2 separate regions of the Sus scrofa genome follow, and region 1 is linked to region 2. Evidence: chromatin contacts called from public promoter capture Hi-C data. All regions are on one chromosome and are shown on one strand. The core of a region is the stretch at or near the end of the contact, and the rest is flanking DNA. Distances in the headings are between cores, read along the strand shown. Region 1 holds the start of RXRB (retinoid X receptor beta). Region 2 holds the start of TAP1 (transporter 1, ATP-binding cassette, sub-family B (MDR/TAP)).

The links. Promoter capture Hi-C pulls out the DNA fragments that hold promoters and counts their contacts.
Region 1: a contact with region 2 is called in a promoter capture Hi-C map of fetal liver, with 3 times the contacts expected there. The contact joins the promoter of RXRB here to the promoter of TAP1 in region 2. A contact is called at or near these places in 2 of 5 promoter capture datasets (fetal liver and liver), 5 of 47 Hi-C or Micro-C datasets (embryonic fibroblasts, heart right ventricle, liver and 1 more) and 2 of 2 datasets of contacts at active chromatin or transcription factors (alveolar macrophages and skeletal muscle).

Annotation. Positions count from the first base shown.
Region 1 is chr7:25,240,751-25,247,589 of Sscrofa11.1, reverse strand. RXRB (retinoid X receptor beta) reads left to right here and starts at 4,936. Exons shown (of 10, transcript NM_001190246.1): 1 at 4,936-5,167; 2 at 5,846-6,093; 3 at 6,617-6,773. The coding sequence starts at 4,936. SLC39A7 (solute carrier family 39 member 7) reads right to left here and starts at 4,580. Exons shown (of 7, transcript NM_001131045.1): 1 at 3,750-4,580; 2 at 3,493-3,661; 3 at 3,292-3,345; 4 at 2,995-3,159; 5 at 2,704-2,844; 6 at 2,301-2,497; 7 at 191-1,025. The coding sequence starts at 4,160. The coding sequence ends at 753. It also overlaps a transcript of HSD17B8 not described here.
Region 2 is chr7:25,067,730-25,075,119 of Sscrofa11.1, reverse strand. It overlaps TAP1 (transporter 1, ATP-binding cassette, sub-family B (MDR/TAP)), which reads left to right and starts at 3,332. Exons shown (of 11, transcript NM_001044581.1): 1 at 3,332-3,937; 2 at 4,403-4,517; 3 at 4,652-4,782; 4 at 6,318-6,523; 5 at 6,949-7,146. The coding sequence starts at 3,352. It overlaps PSMB9 (proteasome subunit beta 9), which reads right to left and starts at 2,923. Exons shown (of 6, transcript NM_001037961.1): 1 at 2,678-2,923; 2 at 792-859. The coding sequence starts at 2,737.

The sequences.
Region 1 (6,839 bases), core at 3,687-6,186, 170 kb before region 2:
CAGGGGGCGTATCAAGACCAAAACCCGTCCAATCCAAGCCCGGCCAGCATTAGGGCACCGGCGGCCACCTCCGCGAGCGGACCTCCAACCGCGGGGGCGTGGCCAAACCCCAGGGCTCCCGGGACCAGGGCAGCCGGGAGAAGAGGGGGCCCCCTTTACCCCCCAAAAAGACAAAGAATGCGTGTGGAGCGGAAGATCCGAGGACTTTATTTCCGTTCACCACCCCTCCTCCCCAATCCAAACATTGATATAAAAGAATAGAAACAAAAAAATCAGGCCATGAGATTAACAACTAGCCCCCCCCCCCACAATCACTCCCAAATCAGGACACACAATTGACATTTATCCCTGACTTCTCCTGCTGTCCCTTTTGTCTAGGGCCCGGGTCTTCCCTGAAGTCTTCTTCACCAACAGGTGGGAGAGAGGTAGACCTTGGAGAAGCCTGTGTGGCAGCTTGGTCCCCTGTGAACAGGTGGGGGTGGGAGACAAGCGCTAGGCTGCCATAACTCTTCTCTCTTCCAACCTTCTTCATGGTTCCACTTAGCATCCCAGACCCAACTGTGGTCCCACTGGGCTGGTCAACCCCAGCTCTAGAGCCAAATCTTGAAGATCTTTAAGCCAAAGTCACCACTTCCCTAGGATACAACTCCTTCCTCTGGCAGATATCGGAGGTCAGGGCCCCCAACCTCCAGACCCCTAACCTGAAGGGCTTAGGACTTTGGGGCTGGAGTGGGGGTGGTTTACCCTGCCTCTCACTCGAGGTGGGCAATCAGCACCATCATGACCACTCCCCCCAGCAGCCCCAACACCTCCAGAAGTGACTGCAATGGTGATGCCTCCCTCAACAGCTCAGGCAAGACCGAAACCGTTGCTACATAGATAAAGCCACCTGCAGTGAATGGCAGAACCCAGCCAGGACCTGTGCCACCTGCAACTTCACTGCCCGCTGCCCCTCCTTCGGTTAGGAGGGCAAAGGCTGTGCCTGCCAGTGCCCCTACTGCCGTCAGAAGTTGTAGACGCATCGCCTGGTGGGCAGAAAAGAGAGAGAAAAGCACTCACTAACATCTAGAGGTTATCAGTGGTTTAGACAAGGCTGGAGAGGTATAGGTGTACATGGATACAGCGCATGTCTTTGGAAACCAAAGAGTAGGCAAAAAGGGGGGCATCTAGAATAGACACTTTCCATTCAGATGGCGTATGGACCACAGTTCAAGAAATACTGAGGAGTTCCCGTCATGGCGCAGTGGTTAACGAATCCGACTAGAAACCATGAGGTTGCGGGTTCGGTCCCTGCCCTTGCTCAGTGGGTTAACGATCCAGCGTTGCCGTGAGCTGTGGTGTAGGTTGCAGACGCGGCTCGGATCCCGCGTTGCTGTGGCTCTGGCATGGGCCTGTGGCTGCAGCTCGGATTCAACCCCTAGCCTGGGAACCTCCATATGCCGTGGGAGCGGCCCAGGAAATAGCAACAACAACAACAACAAAAAGACAAAAGACAAAAAAAAAAAAGAAATACTGAGCTACAAGACGAAATAGAACTTTTCATCCCTCATTTATAGAAGTTCGGTTGCCAACAATACTTCAGAGATGCTGAGTTCAGTTCCAGAACACCACGATAAAGTAAATATCACAAAAGTGAATATCACGATAAAGCAAGTTATGTGAGTTTTTTCGGCTTCCAGTGCATATAAGTTATATTTACACTATACTGCAGTCTAGTAAGTGTGCAGCAGCATTATGTCCACCATATACACAGCTTAATTAAAAATTACTTTATGGAATTTCTGCTGTGGCACAGTGGGTTAAGAATCTGACTGTAGCAGCTTGGGTCGCCGCAAAGGTAAGGGTTCGATCCCCAGCCTGGGAACTACCATTGCCACGGCCGCAGCCATTAAAGAAAAAAAAAAAAAAGAAGGTACTAAAAAATTCTAATCTTCATCTGAGCTTTCAACAAGTTACAATCTTTTTGCCGTTATGACATCAAAGATCACTGATCACAGATGAACATACCAAATGAGATAAAAATGAAAAGGTTTGAAATATTGCAAGAATTACCAAACTGTGACACAGAGACATGAAATGAATAAGTGCTGATGGAAAAAAATGGCGTCAACAGACTTATTCAACACAGGGTTGTCACAAGTTTGTAAAAAACACAATATCTGTTAAGTACAATAAAGAAGCACAATCAAACTAGGTAGGCCTGTAGTACAACTTGCTTGGAACTAATGGGTGGCAGTCTGAGTTTGGGCTGGGTGAGCAGGGGGTAAAGGGCTTGAGACAACCATGTCTGGTACACCAACCTGCTTTTTGCTGCAGCCAGACTGGACCAAGATGGCAAAGTCCCCCACTTCATGGGGCACTTCATGTAGCAGCACAGTCATCGTGGTCAGGATCCCGAGCCCCCGACCTCCTCGAAATGAAGCACCAATAGCTAGACCATCCGTGAAGTTGTGTGCCAGGTCAGCAGCCAGATTCAGATACCCTGACACACGCAAGTCTTGTACAGGAGAAAAGAAAGATGAAACAATCAGAGGCACTCCTCAACCCTAGTCCGAACCCTAGTCAGCCATTATCACATCTCCCCCAAGAGACCACTTCATGCCCAGCCCCAGTGTTTCCAGACACCTGCCATTACCCACAGCCCTTTTCCATGTAACTCGTGATGATGCCCCTTGTCCAAGTGTATGCAACCCTGGCCCTCACCTGACCCTGCTTTTTCCTCTCCAGAATGCTGAGGTCTCACTGGCCCATCTTTGGGCCTTGTGCTCCCTCCTCTTCTCTTCCTCGATGCCCCTGCTTCCTTTTCTTCTTCCTCTGAGCTCTGCTTTTCCTTTGAAGGACACTCTGAGGGGAAAAGAGGAGCTGGTAAGAGTGGGGAATGGAGACCTACCAATATGTCCTCAAAAGGGGAGTCCCCTCCCACCCAGGAGCCATAAAATGAGCAGATTCAGAGGTAGGCAAGACGGTTTTCATTAAAGTATTTCCTAGGCTCACCCTGTCTTCCATGTCCATGACCTCCATGCGTGTGACCGTGAGCATGTCCATGTCCGTGACTGTGTTCATGTCCTCCTTTCACGTGTCTCACAAATTTCTCCACCACAAGAAAGGCGACAATTCCACTGAGGACCCACAGTCCCACAGACAGAATGGGGCCCTGGCCTGGGGATGGACACATTGAGACATTAAGAGAAATATAGATTCCAGACTCTTCCTCCCCAAGTAGAGGAGAACAGGGAGGGACAGACCTTCCCTAGCACCCCAAACCATTATCTCCATCCTCCCCTTCCTTACCACTGTGGGAATGTCCGTGTCCGGGCTGCTCCAGAGGGTGGTGAGAATGGGGTTCTGGAAGAAGTGGGGGAAAAGGTTAGATAAGGGAATATCCCACACAAAAGGTGTGTATTGGGGGGACACTAGAAGGTCAGGGATCACAAAGAGGAAAGAACCCTCTCATTCAAAGAATAAAACACTCTAAGATTTGAGGTCACTTACCCAGAGCATGAGGAATGAGGTGCAGGAAGGCATCTCCCAAGAGCCCACCCGAAGCAAAACTCAGCAGGATCTGGAGCAGAGAGCGGTGCCGAGGTGAGTTGGACTCCACCGGGATAAGGAAGAGGACGAAAAATGGAGCTGCAGAGATGAGCACTGTGGCCCCTAGTGCCTAGTGAGGGAAAGTCAGGGGTCAAGAGGTGTGGGACTTCCCAACAATCCAGAACTCGCCCCCCTCTGCCCCATCCCGGGGGACTCACATAGGCCCAGAGAGTGACAGTGTCCAAGTCCTGCTTGATGCCTGGAGCCCCAGATTCCCCATAGCCTCCATGGCTGTGCTCATGGTCATGTCCGTGTCCTGGGTGGTAGAGGCTCTCATGGGAGTCGCCATGAATATGGCCATGGTGCAAATCCTCATGTGAATGTCCATGATCGTGACCGTGGGTATGCCCATGCCAGATGCTCTCATGAGTATGGCCATGGCCATGGGCATGGCTGTGTCCATGGTGGAAATCCTCATGTGAATGCCTGTGGCTGTGGCCATGCAAGTCCTCCTGCAGGTCTTCGTACAGGTCGCCATGACCCCCGTGTCCGGCCACTAGCAGCCCCAAGGCTGCCCACGTCAGCAGTCCCACGGCCACCCTGTGGGGGGCCCCCAGGCCTCTGGCCATCACGCTGACCAGAGGGACACAGACAATGACTCCACTTGACCCTCAACTGTATACCTATACAGGGTCCGCTTTACTCCGATAGCGCCCTCTGTCCACGTCTATGGACCGCTTCCCCGTCCCATTCTGTCCCCACCCACATTGTCCCCAAGATTCGTTTTCTTTATCCCGAACCCCTTCCCGGATGTAGGGCCCCCGGGATACCGCTCTAGGCTTTGATCCTCCACTCTTGGACTCTCTGGGCCCTCGTCTCTATGGCCCACTAGTTGAGAAAAAAGGCTTGGAAAGGACAGCAGAGAAAAGCGGGCTATTCTCACCGGCTCCGGGATCCTCTCCTTTCCCGGTTTGCTCGGACGTGGCAGTCCCACCTCCAGCTCCCGCGAGAACAGGGAATTCGGTTCTACCTTGGTCCCAATACTTTACCAATATGGCCGCATCCCGGTAGCTATGAAGCGCGCCTGTCCTGGCGCGCACGCGCGAGTGTGGAGGTTATTTGAGGGGATGCTGGGCGAGGCCGCTTAACAGGCTGGAGGAGACCGCCTCCTCGGTTTCCAACTAGACGAGGGGGCGGGAACTAGCGCGGAGACTTCCCGTCTATACCAAGATGGCTGCCACATCGGCGCTGTCATTTGGGTACAGAGCAGAGCGAAGCGCTTAATTTGACTCGGTTCAGGCCAAAGTCTTTTTCTCTGGGGCTTCCTCGTGCTAGCCGAATTCCCCGATCAGTTCTTGAGAATCCCTGGTACCCTCTCGGCATCCCTACACTCAGCCAGGAATCATGTCTTGGGCGGCTCGCCCGCCCTTCCTCCCCCAGCGGCATGCCGCAGGGCAGTGTGGGCCGGTGGGGGTGCGAAAAGAAATGCATTGTGGGGTCGCGTCCCGGTGGCGGCGGCGGCGGCCCTGGCTGGATCCCGCAGCGGCGGCGGCGGCAGCGGCAGCCGGAGAACAACAAACCCCGGAGCCGGAGCCGGGGCAGGCTGGACGGGACGGGATGGGCGACAGCGGGCGGGGTGAGTGTCCTAACAGACGGACAGGCAAGGCAGTGACCGCGTTATCAGCAGCCCCTACCCCCCCTCCCCTGATGCTCTTTCCCAGGCGCTCCCGCCCCCTTGTTTGTAAACACGCGTCCCCTCCCTCCCGAGGGCCTTAGCGCCCTCCCCCCGGGGCGGGGCGGGGAAGGGGAGCTTCCGCCGTCCGAGGGGTGGCCGGCCGCTTGAGGCCTTACACTCCTGAGATCCCAGGAGTGGGACAGTAGACCTTGAGCTTGAGGATTCTGGACGTTTGAAGGCAGATTCTGCGTCCTAGGAGGGGTCTCTTCCGCCTGTCTCTTTTCCCTGCTTGGTTTGGCTCCAAACTGGGAATGGAGGTGCTGACTGGTCCACACCACGTGCTGCCCCACCCACACGAGATGCCCCAGGCCTGGGGTGACCAAATGCATTGCTTGGAACGTGCCTCACCTGAACTGTCCTCTTCTTTGGCAACCCCTTCCTCTCACCACAGTTAGGAGTTAAGCCGTTGTTTGACAGCAGGGTACCTCTGAACTTAGGAAGGGGTGGGTGGGGTGGGGTGGGGTGGGGGTGCGGTGGGGGATCAGAGAAAGAATTAAAAGTCTCCGGTTGGATGATCGAAGACTCATTTTCTCTTTTTGTCTCTCCTGTCTGTGTCTGCCTGTGTGTACCCCTCCCCAGACTCCCGAAGCCCAGACAGTTCCTCCCCAAATCCCCTTCCCCAGGGGGCCGCTCCCCCTTCTCCTCCTGGGCCACCCCTACCACCTTCAGCAGCTGCATCCCTTGGAGGCTCTGGGGCCCCACCCCCACCCCCGATGCCACCCCCCCCACTGGGCTCCCCCTTTCCAGTCATCAGCTCTTCCATGGGGTCCCCTGGTCTGCCCCCTCCAGCTCCCCCAGGATTCTCCGGGCCTGTCAGCAGTCCCCAGGTGAGAGGTTGTGACCCACTTCCTGCCTCTCCACTTTCATTTCCTGTTTTCCTGTGACTCCACATCCTTGAGTGAACTTCCCCATGGCCCCTTGACCTGCCAGGCCTGAAGTCCTTTCGAGACCCCTTGCCCTTCCTGAAGTGACTGATCGTTCAGTACATGCCTCCTCCCCGACCCTATAAAAGAACCCAGGTGTTCTTGATGTCCCTTTCCATCTATTAGTGATTGTTTTTTTTTTTTTTTTTTTTTTTTTTTTTTTGCCCTTTTTGTCCCAGCTGCCCTTCTGAGATACAAGCCTTCGGGGCCATTGTGTTGCACAATTTCAGGGGGACCTTTATATCTCATCCTCTTTGGGGTTGTGCTCATTGGGGGTGGCCCTTCATGGGCACTGCAGTGTCAATAATGCCCTTTGTAGTGTGCAATGCAGGGCCCTGCCTAGTGGTAGGGAGTGATTTCTGTCACCTCTGAAAAATTATCCTTCCCAATGAGTCTTCCTGTGACTTCCCTATTTCCCCCATCCCAGATTAACTCAACAGTGTCGCTCCCTGGGGGTGGGTCTGGCCCCCCTGAAGATGTGAAGCCACCAGTCTTAGGGGTCCGGGGCCTGCACTGTCCACCCCCTCCAGGTGGCCCTGGGGCTGGCAAACGGCTATGTGCAATCTGCGGGGACCGAAGCTCAGGTATGAGACTCAGAGGACCAGGAGGGAGGAAGAAAGAGTGTTCCACATACCATCACCTGTGGGATT
Region 2 (7,390 bases), core at 2,083-4,582:
AATGAAACGCTGCAGGCGATGGTCAAAATTAGACTTATTTTCAGTCTTAGACTTTTACGATAAAACAAAAAAAAAAATTAAGAATAATGTTTCCCTGCAGTTCCTGTCGTGGCTCAGTGGTTGACGAATCCGACTAAGAACCATGGGGTTGCGGGTTCGATCCCTGGCCTCGCTCAGTGGGTTGGGATCCGGCGTTGCCGTGGGCTGTGGTGTGGGTTGCAGATGCAGCCTGGATCCTGTGTTGCTGTGGCTTTGGTGTAGGCCTGGCGGCTACAGCTCCAATTAGACCCCTAGCCTGGGAACCTCCATATGCCGTGGGCTCGGCCCTAGAAAAATACGAAAAGACAAAAAAAAAGAATAATGTTCCCCTTATTAATTTTTCTTTGCTATTAACCATCTGGAGGAAGTTATGTGTTCTATGGGAACATTAAATAGTATTGACCAAATCCTATATATATATATTTTGTATGTGAGGAAACTAGCCAGAAGGGAGGAAGATGAAATTAGTTCAACACACAGTGGATGAGAAAACACAATATCTGCCTGGCAGAAGCATTTTTTTCTATCTCTAAACACAGGTGGCAAGAAGGTCTCTGAAATCTCTACCCCCCAAACCCTTTAGAGTCCCGAAAAAATACCCACCCAATATCTTATTATAGTGGCCTTTCTGAAAGGTTAAATCAGTGTCTCCAAAGCACCAGTTCATCAGTCTCTTCATGAATGGTTAAGAAAAACGTGTGTTTGGGACCATTAGCTTCCTTCCAAAAGTATACACCATCACTTGTACTTACCCTGCAGACACCCGGGAATCAGATCCCACCACGACGCCCCCATCAAACTCCACCGCCATGATGGTTGTCTGCAGAGACACAGAGGAGGGACTATCAGAGCAGGAAGAGCCTTGATCCCTTCATGTGGAGGGATCCCTTCCTTCTTGAGGAAACAGCCTCAAGAGAGGGGAGATGTCTGGCTCAAGGTCACACGGTCATTGAGGCCAGAGGGGACTTCCAGTATTGGATTTTTTTTTCCCTCCATCTTTCCATTTTCTCTCTTGTCTCTCCTGGCTGCAAGGGAAGGTCAGAGCCTGGCCATGGTATCACACAGAAGGAAGGGCATCCCTGAGCCCCAACCTTCCTAAGTGGAGTTCTTTGCATCGTAAAGAGAGAGACAGGGTGAGGTGCCTAGAGGCAGAAGGACTCCTTTTGATTAAAGGGTGGGGGAGGGCACTTCCAAGCACCCAGAGGCAGCTGTGCAAGTGAATTACCTCCACATCTGCTTGCTGTGTGTACAGCTGTGCTACCGACCCCCCCCCCCCCCAGCAAGTTACCGTGATCATCTTGGGAAACAAGGTAACAAGCTCTAGTTTTTTTTTTTTTTGGCCCGGAATCATCCATCCCACACCTTTCATCAGAAGTGAGCTTTCAGTTTATTGAACAATGGAAAACACCTCAGAGGTCAGTGGTTAGCATGGCCAGTGAAAAGGAAGGAGGAAAGAGCAAGAAGCACATGAGACAAAGGTTTCATTCAAGGATTTCTGATCAAGACGCAAATAGATATCTCAGTAGACAGGGGAAGGGATTTGTACCAAGGGAGCATTTGATTGGGGAGTTTGAGCTGACTTTTCCAGGTCAAGAAAGGAAATTAAGGAGAAGAAGAAAGAATGAAGGAGAATAAAGGTACAATTTTAACTCCCGTTGAGTTGGAAAGAACCTTTAGAAGAAACTGAGTCACTGAGAAGGTGAGTGACTCGTCCAAAGCACACAACTAAAACCCAGGTCTAGTTCTCATGCTTTGTTCTGACTTCTTACTCTCCACTGCTCATCTGGCTGTGAGGGGAGATTATCTGATTTATAAATGGTTTTATGGCTCTCCTTCTCACCACTCCATAAGTTACCTTGGCCCCCAGGGATATTAGCCTGAGTGTTCATTTTGACCTACTGATTGGTCATGAATAGCCCACCAGGGAACAGGGGCAACCCCATCCTAGAGGGTGTTGCTTTACAACAAAGCTGCTCTGACGCTGAGTGGTGGCAGTAGTTTGAGAGCAGAAGCCAGCCAGTCTTGGGCTGCCATCTGCCCCCCGGGGGCCCAACCTGGGCAAAAGTCCCCCGGCAGGTGTGTGCAAGACCTTGGAAAGGGAGCATGGCAGCGCCTGGGCCAAGCAGGAGCCTTCCTGGGCCCAGCTGGAGAAGGGCACTACCAGCTCACATAGAACCCCCATGATCAGACTATGAGTTACCCAAGGGCTGGCTTATCAAACGGTTGTGTCCCTTCTCCATTAGTACCCATACTCCCATCTCTCAAGCGCTGTCCTACTTCACCCAGGGCACAATTTCCTCATCTCTGTGCATCCTCTCCAACCCCCTCCCTTGATTTAACCATCCCCCCCCTCCAGTCCAGAGTGAAAGCGAAAGCGCTTTGGAACAGCTTCCCCTTAACGCTTCCACCTAAGGGCCAATGCATCCCCTTTCTACCAGCCTCGCGTGCCCAGTCCCTTCGCGGACCCCTAGACGACCCCCTCCAGAACAGAGACGCCTGTATTCATTTCAGGGTGCAAGCAGCTGGCTGCTACAAGCTATCTCCTCACGCTTGTTAGTCTTCAAATTTACTCCTTGGCGCTTCCAGGGTCCCCTTGTCGCTCCACCCCTCTGCTGGCCCTCAAGCCCAGACTCATTACCCCAGTGTGGACTTCTCCGGCCCGGGGTAAGTCCCCAGTAGGTCCTCCAGCCCGCAGCATCCCGGTGCCACGCTCCTCGCTGCCTTGGGCACTGGTTTCCGACCTGGGACAGCACGGGGTGAGCTGCCTTACAGCCCCGCCCCTTCACCACGCCCGCCAGGGGGCGCCCGGGTCCGCTCCTTGCGGCTTCGCACCCCTGCGCCAACCTGTGTGGTGCAGGTCTGCCCGGAGACAGATGACGTAAGATCCCTACCAAAGGGCTGGGGTGAAAAAGTCCAGACCATTGGATCCCGCAAGAGGAGGCAAGGAAAGAAGGAGGGTCTGGCGTTGGTGATAGTGAAGGTGGAGCGCCAGGGCTCCTCCCCCAAACCTCAGATCTGATGCCAACGCCCTCCTCCAAAATAGTCCGGGCTGGCCGCCTTGGGGAAGTGGGCGGGTCTAGTGAGCCGGCGGCCGCTTTCGTTTTCCCTTTCCCATAAACCGCTTGCTTCCAGCTCGCTGAGGCGGTCCAGGTCGGTTCCCGGGACTTTCCGAGATCCCCGCCCCGGCCCGCCCCTGGACCCTCCCCGCTGCGGGTCCGGGCCTGCTCGGGCACCCACTCCGACAGCATCCAGAGAATCCAGCCCAGCAGGGATAGCGAGAGCCCCAGGCCGGGGGTCGACCTCGTACGGCCAATGGCCAGCTCGGGGTCCTCCGCTCCCTGCGGGTGTCTCTGCGTCTCCCGAGCTTCCCTCCCTTGGCTGGGGGCAGCGCTGCTGCTTCTCGCCGACTGGGTGCTGCTCCGGCCGGCGCTGCCCCGGATATCCTCCCTGCTGCTGCCCCCAGCGCTGCCGCTGCTCCGGGTCTGGGTGGTGGGCCTGAGCCGTTGGGCTGTGCTGTGGTTGGGGGCCCGCAGCGTCCTCAGGGCGACGGTTGGCTTCCGGGAGAAAAGCACAGGACTTCGGGGATGGCTGGCAGCTTTGGAGCCGCTGGCGGCGGCTCTGGGCTTGGCTCTGCCGGGACTTGCCTTGTTCCGAGAGTTGGGCTCGGGAGCGGCTGACAGCACGCGGCTACTGCACTGGGGGAGTCGCCTCGATGCCTTCGCCCTCAGCTATGCGGCGGCATTGCCCGCGGCCGCCCTGTGGCATAAGCTTAGCAGCCTTTGGGTGCAAGGAAGTCACAGAGGCTCTGGAGTGACAGTGAGCCGGCTTCTCGGCTGCCTGGGCTCAGAGATCCGCCACCTCTGGCTCCTTCTGACCCTGGTGGTCCTCTCCAGCCTTGGTAAGGGGGATGCGGGGGGAGGGAGAGGGAGGCTAGAGGGCTGGGTAGGAATCAAGCCTAACGGTCAGTGAGATAGACAGGTGTGAGTTCTCGGAAATGTGGATAAGAGCAAGCCCACCCCGCTCAGGTCCACTTGGTGGAGAGGAAAGAGCCCTGGACTGGGTGGGAGTCAGGAGTCCTGGACTCCAGTGCTGCTCAGGTGTTGCTTCACTGGCCACCTTGGGCGAGCTCTTTCCTCCTACCATCCTAGGCTTCTTAATTAACCCTCTAAAGGTCTGGTGAGGCCACAGGATTACGAGTTCCCCGGGGGCCCATTCCAGTGCCGAGAGTGTGCGCTGTTTCTGCAGGATAATGGGCAAGGGTGAAGGGAGGATGGGCGGGAGGTGCAGCCTGGTTAGAGCTGAGCTGCTTAGGCTGCTTAGACTTGCTCTTTCTGACCCGCCCATCTCTCCTCTCCCTCCCCAGGGGAGATGGCCATTCCGTTCTTCACAGGCCGGCTCACTGACTGGATTCTACGAGATGGGGCAGGTGCTGCCTTCACGCAGAACCTAACTCTCATGTCCATCCTCATCATAGCCAGGTCTGACTGCTGAGCTTGGAAGGCTGGGGACGGGGGACCCTGAAAAGGGCGCAGTTGGAAGTTGGGGCCGCCCTCCAAAGTGCACTTCTACGGGGTCCCTGACCGACCGGCCCTCCTTCTTTGTCTCCCTCTAGCTCGGTGCTGGAGTTCGTGTGCGACGGGATCTATAACAGCACCATGGGCCGCGTGCACAGCCACCTGCAGGGAGAGGTGTTTCGGTCTGTCCTGCGCCAAGAAACAGAGTTTTTTCAGAAGAATCAAACAGGTGTCTTATGAACCTCTTTCATTATCCGTCTGTTTTCTATTTGTATCCCCACACTTCATCTTTTACTTATAATCTTGATCTTTCTCTCACACACACACAAATGGTGTCCCTTTTTATTCTTGATGTACTTCAAGAGCAAGATATGCTCTTTACCTTTAGAAAAGCCTACTGTTGGAGTTCGCCGGTGGCTCAGCGGGTTAAGGATCTGGTGTTGCCACTGCTGTAGTTCTGTGGCTGCTGTGGCTCAGATCGCTGCTGTGACTCAGTTTGCTTCTATGGCGAGGTTCCATCTGGCCAGGGAAATTCTGCATGCTGTGGGAAGGGCAAAAAAAAAAAAAAAAAAAAAAAAAAAAAAGACAAAACCAAAAACACAATAAAACAAAAAAAAAAATGATTAACCTACTGTTTCCACCCAAGATTTTTCCATAAACTATCCCTATAAGTGTATTTAGGTAGAATTTCAAACCTGGAAATTTTGAGATTAGAGAGTCTAGCTGACTCATTTTACAGAGAAGTGAAATGAGGTCTAGACCTAAATGCCAACATTTGCATGGATGCACATGGATGAAGACAAACTTGAGAGCAGAACCCATGTCTTGATTCCCAATCCAGTGCTTGCTGTGGTTTCCTGGACTGCTCTCTAGTAGTCTCTCCATTTTTCTCCAGCTCTTGTATGACCAGCTTAAGTTCTTCCTACCTATGAGCATGGTATATACAAGTTCTTTAAGGAACAGACACCTGTCAGAGAAACAGAAGTTCACATGGGCATCCATTTCTTTAAAAATTTTTTTTTCTTTTATGACTGCACCTGTGGCATATGGAAGTTCCTGGGCCAGGGGTTGAATCAGAGCTACAGGTGAGGCCTGTGCCAGTCATGGCAACACCTGATCCAGCATCTGTGACCTACGCCACAGCTTGTGGCAACAGCTGGTCCTTAACCCACTGAGCGAAGCCAGGGTTCCAGCCTGCAACCTCACAGAGACGGCGTCAGGTCCTTAACCGCTGAGCCACAGTGGGAACTCTGGGCATCAATTTCTTTATAGTTAAAACGAAGGTCTTTGGCCAGGCTTTTCCACTCTAACACATTTTTCTTGCATTATGTTTCAGTCCTCCCCCAACCACAGACCTTGTTTTCCTGACCTTCTTTGTCTTTTTTTTTTTTTTTTTCCCCGCTATTTCTTGGGCCGCTCCCGCGGCATATGGAGGTTCCCAGGCTAGGGGTCGAATTGGAGCTGTAGCCACCGGCCTACGCCAGAGCCACAGCAACGCGGATCCGAGCCAAGTCTGCAACCTACATCACAGCTCACAGCAACGCCGGATCGTTAACCCACTGAGCAAGGGCAGGGATCGAACCCGCAACCTCATGGTTCCTAGTCGGATTCGTTAACCACTGCGCCGCGACGGGAACTCCTTTTCCTGACCTTCTTAGAACACTGTGTTGATGCCCTTCGCTGTGGCACCTGGCTCATTGCTCGTCGCTCCCATCACTCTGAGCCTCCTGTTCACTCCACTCTCTTCTCTTGAACCCTTGGCAGGTGCCATCACATCTCGGGTAACAGAGGACACATCCACTGTGAGTGTGTCTCTGAGTTCGGAGCTGAGCCTCTTGCTGTGGTACCTCGCACGGGGACTGTGTCTCTTAGGGCTCATGCTCTGGGGGTCACCTCCCCTCACCATGGTCACCCTGGCCGCCTTGCCACTGCTTTTCCTTCTGCCTGAGAAGCTGGGGAAATGGCACCAGGTATGTCTAGGGAGTTGCCTCAACCTACACTGACCCTCATCCCAGACTTGGTGGGCTCAGATCCCTTTCCTGGCACCTTCACTGGTTCTCCTCTTTGTGGGACTCCTTGTCCCTGTCGTCCATGTTCCCAGATTGCTCAGTGTTGATCTTCACATCCCTTGTGTCTTCTCTTCTAATGCCTGCCCACAATCTGTCTTTAAGAACATGATCACCCATCTCAAGAATATGCTCCCCTACGACGCTTCTAAGTCATTTTCCTCTTCTCTGTATCCTTTAGTATCTGGGGGCCTGGCTGTGTCCCTTTGTCCCCTTGCCTTCCCTCTGCCACGTCTCACCTTTAAACTCTAATCGGATAACTCAGGTACTAGTGTCCCCTATGGTTTGTCAACAATCATGTGTGGCATCTCTGGTCCACGTCTCCACAGGTGCTGGCAGCACAGGTGCAGGAATCTCTGGCAAAGTCAAGCCAGGTGGCCATTGAGGTTCTGTCAGCTATGCCTACTGTCCGGAGCTTTGCCAATGAAGAGGGTGAGGCCCAGAAGTTCAAGCAAAAGCTGCAGGACATGAAGACACTCAACCAGAAGGAGGCCCTGGCCTATGCGGTCGACCTCTGGACCACCAGTGTGAGCACCTGCAGATGACTGCCTAGTCCCTTGTCCCCAAGATGCCTCAATGCCATTCCCTTTCCCATGACCCTGCTCCACACTCTTCCTCCACTGCCCAGTGGTTGGTTCAGTGGCCATATTCTAACAACCGGAGGCTCAGTCACCCTACTCACTGTTCCTAACCCCCTCCCCCCTTTTTAGGCGTGCTAGATGGCTTCCTTTCACTACGGTACACAAAAATCCACCCAACCCTCTCTTTAGG